Regions from separate parts of the Mus musculus genome. Here all the other regions are linked to region 1. Evidence: chromatin contacts called from public ChIA-PET and Hi-C data. All regions are on one chromosome and are shown on one strand. The core of a region is the stretch at or near the end of the contact, and the rest is flanking DNA. Distances in the headings are between cores, read along the strand shown. Region 1 holds the start of Ncald (neurocalcin delta). Region 2 overlaps Ncald (neurocalcin delta). Region 3 has its middle 18 kb from the start of Gm41305.

Region 1 (3,781 bases), core at 453-2,952:
TCTCAATTGAAATGTCACACACCAGTTGACTCATGAAAGTGGTAGCGTCTGGGTTACAAGAACATGAGGTCAGTTAAATGACTGGAAGACGTCTTAGTAAATACATGTATGTACAAGCACATCAGACAGTGGACAGTCCTAACGGAAGCTCTGATCAAAAGGTCCATTCACTGAAAGCTGCTTGGAAAATAATTGATTCAAGCAGTTATTCATTTACTGCTGCGGCTACAGGCTCTCAGAATTCTCACCCAACGAGAGCAAAATGTAGAACCCACAATTCTGAGCCTAGTAACAGAAGCAAAAAACAATGTATTCTTTCACCAAACTAAAATATAACTATATCGTCAACCTACTGTCCAAACAATGTATTATTTCTCCAAACTAAAATATAACTATATCATCAACCTACTGACTGCATATATCGAGTGGAGCCAGTCTATCTATGCTCCTTCAAATGCTGGTTCTATTTCAGATGGCTGTCTAAAATACGCCTCGTTTCTGTTAAATCTGTAAGATCTAGAAACCTGTTTATCCATCTAGGCTTCTGTTTGCTTCAGAACCTGAGGTTTCCTTGAAACTTGGAGCTGCAGAAGGAGCTAGCAGAACCACAGCAATGCACACACAACAGCCGGAGCAATCCTTGCTCATCAGTTACCAAATCACTCACACAAGACCTGGAGCAAATTTTTATCGAGCATCCTCAATCTACATTTCAGTTAGGGAAGACCTCACATCAATGCATATTTAGTTCCAGGCTAGTTTCTTCTCAAGATAATTACTTTTAAGAATAAAGATCAGAACCAGCTTACAGGACTCCTTAGAAAAGGCCAGTCAGTCCCTCCTCTTCACCAGGGTTTTCAGAGAGAGCGAGCCACAAAATAGCACTTCACAGTAACACCCACAAAACAACCACACGCACACACATAAAGGTTCCACCCCGACTTCCTTGGCATATTGCAGATTCTTTTCTCTAAACAGGAAGCTGTTGACAGTTCCCCTCTTATTTACAGAGTACCAAAAGCCCCCTTTACAATAATAACCACAACTTTCAAAGTCTAGAGTCTTTTCTCACGGTTCCCATTGTTGCTAATTATACATGCTGCAAATGAGGTAGAAACCAAATTCCAGACTGCTGTGGGCTGACGCAGAATCAGCAGCAGCAACAAGGAAAAGTTAGCTGCTCCCTCCAAGGCGGTGCTGGAGTTACCAGACCCCAAACAACACTGAAGGAGGGATTCCTAGAATTCAAGGGAGCAAATTTGGCTCACGCTGCAAAATGAGAATTTCTAAATAATGTATGTTAGCAAGCATTGCGCAAGAAAGATTACATTTTAACCTACTTCATGGAACACTAATCCAAATTTAACCAAGTTCCAGAGACTGCCTGAAATTCGTGACTGGAAGCTGCTTCACATTCTTTGGCTCCGTTCGTCAGTAACTGCTCTTGAAGGCAAAGTTGTAGGAGGTTAAGAGGGGAGGGAAAACCATCAGGGGCTGTGAAACCACGTAACTCCTGTGTATAAAGCAAACCGATTACCTCACGCTGAAGAAGTGGGGGTTTAGTAGTCCATGCTCCTGCAGCCCCTGGGAAGCAACAACCACAGCTGTAGGGACAGCAACAGCGGCGGCGGCGGCAGCAGCAGCAGCAAGGTCCAGCATCCACCAGATTCTCACAAGCCTTTGACTGTGCGGACTCAGCCACAGACTCTGCCTCTGGCTGACGTCAAAGTCCCTGTCACATGGCCAGATAAAAGCCAAGAGAGCATTGGTTGTCGTAGCAACCACAGACTGGCTCTGAAATTATTTCAATAGGTCATCTGTCACTGATGTGTGTGCTCGTGTGTGTGCATATCTGTGTGTGCATGTATGTATACACATGGATTGCAAAACCATTGTGAACAGTGCCCGGCAGATAATTTCAACCCTCAAAGTTGTGACTCACGAGTGCCTGCAACTTTCATCATTAAAGCCTGCTTGTCCTTTCTCTGGTTGCCAGAAAATGCATGCTGTGACCCTTAGTCTTACTATCACAGCACAGAGCCCCTCCCCCTCCAGTCAAAAAAAGAAGCTGAAAACATTCATGAGGTGGTTTTCTTAGTGAATTAAATTCCCCTCTAAATAAACTGAGAGAAAACAGCTTTCAAGAGATTGTTGGTGGAAAAACTGTATATTCTTGAAACTGAATCCTCATCGGTGTCCCGAGAGCATGCCGATGAAAGATGGTGTGGCTGAAGGAGCCTGACAGGAAGGAAGCATGCTGCAAAAAGCAGGGTAGATAAAGCCAAGTCGCATGCCACCTAAGATTCCTTGCAAAAATGATGACCAGAACACTTCCACAAGGGCACAACTTTAGAAGGACCTGGAGATGATGAGAAAAGGGGCCAGACCCCTCCGCAGGTCCCACACTCTACCCTCCCACGATTCTCTGGTCCATAACGGACTGAGGGAGTTTCATGTTGAGTGACTGGTTCGGCATCCCACAGATGGAATCTCCCTACCACAGAGGAGTCAACAGTGCAGCCCACCTGTTCCCAAATTACAGCTTCATTGCCTTCAGGGACACGTTAGCTGATCTTTAGCTCTGTGTGAGTGCTTATGACCCAGTTCGTTCTCATTCTTAATTAACAGGAAGCCAATTAAACAAAATTGAGTAAAACCCATAGGAAGGCATTATGAAAAACCCATTTAGAAAATGTGGACTCATTCAAAAAACAAAGGAGCTGAAAGGTGGGGAGAAGAAAGAGGTGGTGTGCCTGGGTCATTAGGACTATACACAGACACAGTCACACACACACGCACACGCACACACACACACACTGCGCCTGCACGTGCAAGCATACAAACATGTGCACACACACATAAATGCATGCACACACTCATATTCATATGTGTAACACACTCACACATGTGTGCATACACACACTATGAGATATGAGTGACTCTGTGGCCAACTGGTTTTGTTCTGTGACTCTGTCTTCAGTAGAATAGAAGCTGATCTTTCACAGGACTAATGGCCTATCTGCTTGGCCACAGAAGCATCCCGTTCCCCCATTCCATCTTCCATGCTAGCTCCAATGAAGAGAGAGAATGGGTTTTTATTGGAAGTTATTTTTCTGATGCTATTGGTTGTACCGTGGCAAATGTAAAGGCAAAGTGTAAAGTTAGATTCTTTACTTTCAGACTGAAGACAGTCAGGAATGGACCTACTTGTTAGAATGACAGCAGCTGAACCCAGTGTCTGTGCAAATTGGTTTGAATGCCTTATAAGGGGCAGACTTAAGCAACAGGTCTATTTTCTAGACTTGTGTTCTACATATAATTCTGGTTCTCTGTTTAGGAGTGTGGGTCCTTGCTCTGGGCTGGGAGGGAGGAAGGTGTAGGAAGGGAAGTGTAGGTGTCCAGGGATCAAGTTCTCCCTGCTGGCTGCCTGACTTGACTTAGCCCAGGCTCTGAAGCTATGCTGCCTTGTCAATCGTTTCTCCATTTTATTCAGTTTAATATCAAGAAAATAAAACTGCAATGTCACCCTCTACCAGTAGGTGGTGTCCTCTGAAGCAAGACATTCTCAGAACCTCTACATTTCAATACTTTAAACAAATTTGTTTATTCTGAGTCTCCTATCATGTTTATAAGTATGCTTCACTGTACATAGACTTAGGTTTAAATTGCTGGCAGGTTAGGTAACCACTGGACCGTTATTCACCACTAGAAGATGTGTGTACGTAGACCTATTTCCTGTAGCATGCACCCAACCCTCAGCCACCCATTCTCCTCTGTAAAC
Region 2 (3,781 bases), core at 766-3,265, 53 kb before region 1:
TCAAATCCTCTTCATTGCTTCACACAGTCATTAACTGACTTTGAATATAATAGGACAACCGCTCAGGACCAAGACAAAGTGCTTGGCTTCAGGGACTGGAGAGAGAGTCCATCAGGAAAAAGTGTGTATTGCTCTTTCAGAGGACCTGAGTTCACTTCCCACTTCCACATTCCCACACTGGGGAGGCTCCCAGTCACCTGTAACTCCATCTTTAGGAGATTTGCCACAGACAACTGAACATGCATGCACACATACACACATAAATAAAATAAGGTTCGTTTTTGTTTTTAAAGAAAATGTTTGTATGTGAAGGCTACCTCTGTCGTTTAATTGTCAAGCAAATCATTTACTTTGCGATTGCACCTCAGTGAAATGAATTCAATATTCCAAGTTCACATTTCACTGACTCTGATGTGAGAACTCATTGAGGTAGTCACATATCCAAGTTATAGTATTGAGTTAGGAATGGTTATCATGGTAACTCCCAAAGACTGGTGTGTTGCAAGTTTGGTCCCCAGTGGTACTGAAGTGTAAGAGCCATTAAGAGGCTTGGCCTGGCAGAAAGGTAGGTAGGTTATGGAGTTCCTGCATCACAGTGGTGTAATGCTGCCTTCAAAGAGAGGTGAGTCGCATGGATTAGTTCCTGAGAGAACGGGTTGTTACGAAGAGCCAGCCTGGCCTCTTCCAGGTTCCTGTTTCCTATCTTGCCATGGGACCTCTCTCTTTGTCATATGTGTTCCTACCATGTTGTGATATGATCCAAAGCCCTCACCAGACGTCAGACAGACAGCCTCACCTAATCATAGTCATCCTGCCTCCAAAACTGTGACAAAAATAAACATCCTTTTGGTGTGAATACAGCCTCAGATGTTTTGTTTTAGCAAAATAAAAGGCTAAGACGATGGTCCTTCATACACTAAGTAGTCTGAGGAATCTTCACACTAGCCCCACGGGATAGGCAGGGCAGGCTTTCTCTATTTTATTAGCAAAGAGCTTAAAACTCAGAAAGACTAACTGACATGAGTCACACAGCTCGCAGAGAAGCCAGCATGCGAGCCTGGACTGCTGTCCAGTGTTTTCAGAGTGTGTCCTGTTATGAACAAAGCATATGCAGAAATTATAATGGTTTTGTAACTTTTTAGAAGGAAATGGATGGAGAGAGCAGATAGTCTCTTGTTATAACCCCTTTATGCCACAAATAGGTACTAAATGTCTGTCTGGAGAGACAGGAGTCCCAGGGATCTACCAGGGGACAAGCAGGCAAAGACCCTCCCTTTTATGGAGTTTATAGTCAGTGGCAAGAGATGTAAAGGAGACAAGAACAGCAAGCAGAATGTCAGGTGTACATGTTCCATGGAGACAGTAAAGAGGGAAGGGTAGAGAGAGCCAGGAGAGTTAGAATTTTGAGTAAGAAGCCAGAGAAGTTCTCACTGAGAAAGTGCCATTGGACAGAGTAATATGGGTAGATGAGAACAGCTAGCTAAGTTGCTCTGAACTGGGGACATACTTAGAATGTGGCAGAGTGGAGGGCGTGAGTGGGTGAGAAATGAGGCCAGAGGGGCCACAAGGGCTCAGATCGTTGGTGGGTCCCAGCAGAGACTACAAGGAGTTGGCTGTGAGCTGCAGAAGTGAGGAAGTTTTCGTCAGCACTGTTGTGACTGCTCTGCTGAGACAAGCTAATAGGGGAAACTAAGGGAGAGAGTGAGGGAGGCTCTGCAGTGATCCAGGCACAGGATGGTCACAGCCGTGTAAGGGACATGCGGCTGGATTCCAGGCATAGCTTGATGGCAGACTCCCTGGGCTGTAAGGTGGAGAAAACAAAACAAAACAAAACAACCAAACAAAACACAGAACAGAAGTTCAGCCTCATGCCAAGTGTTTGGCCTCAGTGGCTTGAAGAATTGGCACAGAAATTGGAAAAATGCAGAAATGGGGCTTTGGGGTGAGTCGGAGGTCATGGACATCGGTGCTCAACTGTGCATGTGGTAATCCTGAGATGCCGATTACTCATGCAGCCTCAGGAGACAAGCAGCTAAGCCGAGAATCTCGGAGTCTGTTGTTAGAAAAAGTCAACGGAGCCATCACTATACAGAGCTTATAGCCAAAGACTCGCTTGGTCTCCAAAGCCAGTGTACCTGAAGACTGGGTCCTTATAATGCTGACACTGGACCTTAGACCAACAAAGAAGGAGAAGGCAGAGCTGGCAGGGGGTAAGAAAATACAGAGGTCAAGCCTACCCGGTCTTCTGTAGGTGTCCTTCACGCCCAGTTCAAGGCTGTACCCTGAAAGCTCAGAATGAGCAAGGGTTGTCACTCCTGCCTGAGTCTTATTTGTATCCTGTCACCTTTCTCATGTCCAAGTCTGCTCCATCCCAGTAAAGGACTCCCCCTCACCCTCTGGTGACTCCCTCCAAGACACAAGGACTACCTCTGACCCCTCTTGCTTTAATGCCTTTGGCATGGTACATTGATTTTCTAGCCAAAATCTCAAATCCACCCTGTCACCACCCCAGCGAGACACCAGTGGGTCCTTCCTGGTGTCTAAGGCCTTTCCTTGCCTGAGCCCCACTTTTCACCCTCACTTTGTTCCTCCTACCCCAGGTCCAAGCTTTTCTTCACACGGTACCCTGAGTGACTTTATCAAATACAAGCTGTGCTGTCTCCCACTTCTGCTAGGTCACTTGTTTGCTTTGGGTTTTGAGACAGGGTGTAGGGGAAGAAATTGGTCTCAAATTTGAAATGTTCTGTGTACTACATGCCTGCCTCCTCAAAATCTTACAGGGCTCCGCATCCCTCTCAGAATGTGGTCTGTGCTCCCTCTGCTTGCCCACAGCTGTGAAACGGTGTCATCTCTGTCCCTCAGTCTCTCCCCTCCATATGCCTGGCTGAAGTCTTAGCGACCTTTGCTTCAGACCCTCCATCCTTCAGGAAGACAAACATTCCTCAGGAGCTCCTTTAAACACTGGCATCAATTTTAATCGTTTACTCCAGGAAAGGCAGTGTGGAACTTTTAAAAACGTATTCTGGGCCACACCTAATCTTCCAGGGCGAGGAAAAATGGAAAGAAAAAAAGAAGTGTAGATTCTGGTCATAGATGGAAAACAACACAAACACAAGAAGATAGCAAATTATCAACAGAGAACCAGACCCAAAAAGCTAATGCGTGAAGCCAACTTTCCACCAAAACCAAAGGAAATCACAACTCAAAACAAACAAACAAAAACCCCACCACACCTCCACGAAAGGCAATGGCGGCTGGTGGATGTTCTCTCAGAGGGCGAGACCTCCTTTTCTCCCTGTCTGCATCTGTTGAGGGAAGGCGGAAACCTTGCTCTTCTGTGATTCCCCAAAAGGTTTCGAAAAGTCCGTAGCTTCATTCCTCAGCTCCCAGAATTAGATTTTCCAGGGAAAAGCCCATAACTTACCCTAGACAGCCTGGCTAACTTTGGAGGAGAAGTCTCAATCTAAGCCGTACTGAGGTCTCCTAAAATGGAATTTACAAGGTGCTAGCAGCCAAAGTCTAGTTTGCTGTAGTGAAGAACACAGAACCCTCGGCTGTCCCCAGAAGAGCGCAGGGTGATTAAAATGCCTTCCTCGTGTGGGGAGCCTAGTCCTCTCCTCTAAACACTGCTTTGACTCTTCTGTTTCAGTTACAAAAACACAACTAGGAAAACATCAGGAAGAAAATCATAAACACTGTGGATAAATGGAGAGATGTGACCTTTACCATGACTTGTTTTAGATGCCTGCATCTGACTTATGGTTAAAATCCACAAATTCAT
Region 3 (3,781 bases), core at 545-3,044, 40 kb after region 1:
AAATGCACCCCAAAACACATCCCTTTGATATAAAAATCAACTGGAGCTAAGGGCACCAGGAAAACAGCTAGAGAGAAGGCGGTTTAATCTCACCCCTTCCTGAAAGCAGGGGATGAAAGCTCCTTGTAACAGATGCCCTCCCTGTTCCGGGAAAGAAGTGCATTCTTCAAGCTTAGTGAGTTCTGTACCGGCTCTGAAAAGAATCGTTTTTCCTTTTCCTCCCCACACAATTCACTTCCTATAGCTGCCAGTCCTTGACAGCTAATCACAGAAGCTTTTGGGCCACTTGTTCAGCTTTAATGTCCTTCTTCGGCACCTGTGCCAGGTAAGACTTACATGGTATTTGGATGCTTTTCTTCTGTTAGGACAGTCTAGGTCTACCTGAATGAGCCATCAGAAGTAGAGGGAAACTTCTCTCCCCATAACACTGTAGAGTAAACGCATGTTAAAACCTGTACAAACCCCAACAATATACAACACCCAGAGTGAACCCTAGACCTGCTATGTGCAACATCAAGAATGAGTGTTATAAGCACAGTGGACTTGGGGATCTAGGTTGCATCACAGAGTAACAACGTAGCCTGTGAAACTAAATGCAGAGGATAGGCAGGGCTGGGGAAGGGACTCACAGGAGGTCTCTGTCTTCACTCATTAAAGTAAATCTCAGACTGGGGAAACGGCAGAGTTGTTAAAGTCCTTGCCAAACAAATGACAGGATCAGAGTTCAGATCCCCAGACACTCATGAAAGAGCTGGGTGGTTGTGGCTCCCTGCCTGTAATTTCCATATTGGGTTTGACTGGGAGACTCTGCCTCAAGGAGTAAGTGGAGGAATGATGATGGAAGACTGTCCACATGTGCGACCCCTGCACACACATGAAAAGAAGACAATGAAAAAGAAGATTTTAAATTGGTCTTTTGGGGCTGGGATGAAGTTTAGTTGGTATCGTGTCTGCTCAGCATGCACCAAGCCTTGGGTTCAGTTCCCAGAAATGCATAAACCAGGCCTGCTGGCACAAACCTGCAATCTCAACACTCAGGAGGTAGAGGCAGGAGGACCAGAAGTTCAAGACTCGTCTGAACGACACGAAATCCTGTCATTATGTTTTAAGAATATTTACAGCAGCCTGTCCTCCTCGTCTATTCGAAGCTGGCTCTTTGATAAGTGTTGTCTGCTTAAAAACTGGAAAATGACATTTTCTCCATTTAGACATTTAGCATGTCTCCCCCTTCCTTGTTCATCCCCAAACTAAGCTCTTGTTATAAGGATCCATGTGAGGTAGAAGCCCTCATTCCTCCTAGAAGTGCTCGCAGGCCTGGCAGAGTCAGCTCTGCCCTCCCCAGTGGTACAGCAGGAGCAGCAGCGGCAGCTCGGCCGATGGAGACCTGGTTAACACCATCCTCCTCAAGGCTGATAGCAGACAGGCTTTAGAGTTCATGCCTGCCTTAGGATTTGTTCTTTTTGGGCCACCATTTTATTTCCTTGCCACCCCCATTAAGACAAAGTCTCTCTTCCTGTTCTCACAGTTCCCAGGCCTACTAGGAACTACCTGCCTTGCTTTGTGAGTCCCTGACAGTCTGAGGAATGTGGGCGCACAAAAATGCAGGGTTCGTGAAGGCTTTTGCATCTTTAGCCAAGCAGCTACCAGAATGAAATATAAAATAGAGAGAAGAGACCGAGTTGACAGAAAGATGCATTTCACTGTGCAGCTGCCAAGAAGGCCTTGTGGACAGTGCAGATTTTCAGAATAATCGCCCTAAAGAGAAGAGCTGAGAGCATCCCATTCACTGGCCTCCATGAAAGGCGCATTATTCTGGTCAGGTCAGGTGGAAGCAGCCTCCTGTGAATGCAGCCTTCTGAGGCAGCGAGAGACCATCCATGTTTTAAAGGGCCCTCTGACACCAGAAATTTCAAACAAGATTTGGTTCTCAAGAAGCGACACTATATTTTCACAGGTGTTGAATAATCAGACATCTAAAAAGGCAGATTCTCTAAGCCAGATGCAGAAAGGCTCAGGATACAAGAGAACCATTTTGCCTGGTGGACTCTCTGGCTCAGGGTGGGCATTGTGGGTCAGGGTGGTAGGGTTGTGAATCATCTCAGCTGCTTCAGAGGAAGCTCCAACGGATTTCACTCCAGGGAAATGTTAAAATTGAGTAATATATCCTTGAAAATGCTAATGTTTAAAAATTATAAAATACTGTAAAACAAAACCCTAAAGTGAACACCTCACCCACACTGTTATTGCAAACAAGACATTTTCTCTCTCTCTTTTTTTCTCATGCTTTATTTTAACTGTCAATTTGACAGAGAGCACAGTAAAAACAATGGTGGCAGGACATCACTAGGTAGCAGTCTCTTGGCCTGTGTGGCTGAGCTGTCTTTCACTAGGATTCTCTTGTTTGGCTTCACACCAGACACACATGGTAATTACCACAAACTCCAGACTGGACAAAGGTTGAGCCTTGGTAGGAAGTCCATGTTACTTGAGGTGCCTGGAGCCAGAAAGCTCTTGCAAAGGTTGCCATACAAATCCAGAATTTTGAGAAACCAAACATGGCTCCTTTTCCTTTTGTTCACTGTAGGCTGATGGATAACACCAACTACCTTTTTGTATCTTATTTTTTGTTGCCGTTGGTTTGTTGTTGTTGTTGTTGTTTTTCGAGACAGGGTTTCTCTGTGTAGCCCTGGCTGTCCTGGAACTCACTCTGTAGACCAGGCTGGCCTCGAACTCAGAAATCCGCCTTCCTCTGCCTCCCGAGTGCTGGGATTAAAGGCGTGCGCCACCACTGCCCGGCTGCTAACCTTTTTGTATCTTTCCCACTAATTCTGCCAGCATTTTCTGGCTGTGGCTGGTTCTTCTGCTTCTGAGTTTCTCAAACATCCTTGTTCACCAATCTTTCTCCCTTAAGGGAATAATCCTTAGGAGTTGTAGGTGTGAAGATTATTAAGCTTGTTAATATAGTAGCCTCTCTCTTCGTACATTTAAATGAACTGTAATTGCTCCATGGTCAGTAACAAGAAGTAAACACACAGTTCTTAGCACTATGCATAGCATATGTATGTATACAGCATACCACATTTACATTTATTTAATTATTCTTAGTTTAAGAGTCCAACAAATTGTCATTGTTTGCAATTTTGGAGAAGTTGAACAAGGGTAAATGTGTGCATGCTTGGGGAAATGTGTGCATTTGTATTTCCTCGTCTTTGAAGTTTGTCTGATGGCTGCTCCTATTGTGACCCAGAATTTGATCCTTTAAAAACAGCTTTACACAATTCCAAAACTAATCTCATTGTCTCCCCCAGTTCATCCTTGCTGACATTACTGGTTAACTCCCGCTGGGCTCTGCTGCAGTCCCTTCCCAGACATGGTGGCTTGCCAGAATAATCTGTTAAAACTGTCTGGCCATTTTGACACTCCCTGTCATGCGTACATATCTATTTAGGTCTTCTTTGAAGAATTTTGGATCAGAACCAATGAATGAGCTCATCTGTAGATACACCGTTCTAATGTTTCATGTAACTCTTGCCTGATGAGCAAAGGATCCGCAGCACTCATGCTACAACTAAAGAAGGACCAAGAGAATGCATTGCCCATGCATGGAGGCGACACATGGACGGTTCAAATAGCCAGCCTGGGAGAGCGACAAAGGAACAACAGCCAGTGGTATATTGCAGCCAGCCATCGGCTAATATTTGTCATTGTTTATCAGAACACAATTAGTTCATCAGAACATACAATTGTGTAGCAGACCAGTGCTATAATCTGCCTCATGCAC

The links. A called contact is a pair of places that touch in the nucleus more often than the background predicts. ChIA-PET counts read pairs in DNA pulled down with a chosen protein or histone mark.
Region 2: a contact with region 1 is called in a Hi-C map of muscle stem cells, with 1.8 times the contacts expected there. The contact joins the enhancer-like site here to the promoter of Ncald in region 1. A contact is called at or near these places in 1 of 39 promoter capture datasets (macrophages), 3 of 484 Hi-C or Micro-C datasets (embryonic stem cells and muscle stem cells), 3 of 115 datasets of contacts at active chromatin or transcription factors (embryonic stem cells, fibro-adipogenic progenitors and pancreatic cancer cells) and 1 of 9 other capture datasets (adipose tissue).
Region 3: an RNA polymerase II ChIA-PET map of neural stem cells shows a contact between it and region 1, with 3 times the contacts expected there. The contact joins the enhancer-like site here to the promoter of Ncald in region 1. A contact is called at or near these places in 1 of 39 promoter capture datasets (macrophages), 3 of 115 datasets of contacts at active chromatin or transcription factors (CD8 T cells, embryonic stem cells and neural stem cells) and 4 of 9 other capture datasets (adipose tissue, embryonic stem cells, liver and 1 more).

What each region holds. Positions count from the first base shown.
Region 1 is chr15:37,457,680-37,461,460 of GRCm38.p6, forward strand. It overlaps Ncald (neurocalcin delta), which reads right to left and starts at 1,703. Exons shown (of 4, transcript NM_001170868.1): 1 at 1,538-1,703.
Region 2 is chr15:37,404,371-37,408,151 of GRCm38.p6, forward strand. All of the region lies in intron 1 of Ncald (neurocalcin delta), which reads right to left. Among named protein-coding and RNA genes, the nearest start is that of 4930447A16Rik, 19 kb to the right of the region's middle. Within about 2 kb of position 2,016, at least 22 of the 459 cell types and tissues checked have an H3K27ac peak or open chromatin away from gene starts, as enhancers often do. A contact at or near this core is called in fibro-adipogenic progenitors and muscle stem cells, where this site is marked.
Region 3 is chr15:37,497,622-37,501,402 of GRCm38.p6, forward strand. It overlaps a transcript of Ncald not described here. Among named protein-coding and RNA genes, the nearest start is that of Gm41305, 18 kb to the right of the region's middle. Within about 2 kb of position 1,795, at least 36 of the 459 cell types and tissues checked have an H3K27ac peak or open chromatin away from gene starts, as enhancers often do. A contact at or near this core is called in neural stem cells, where this site is marked.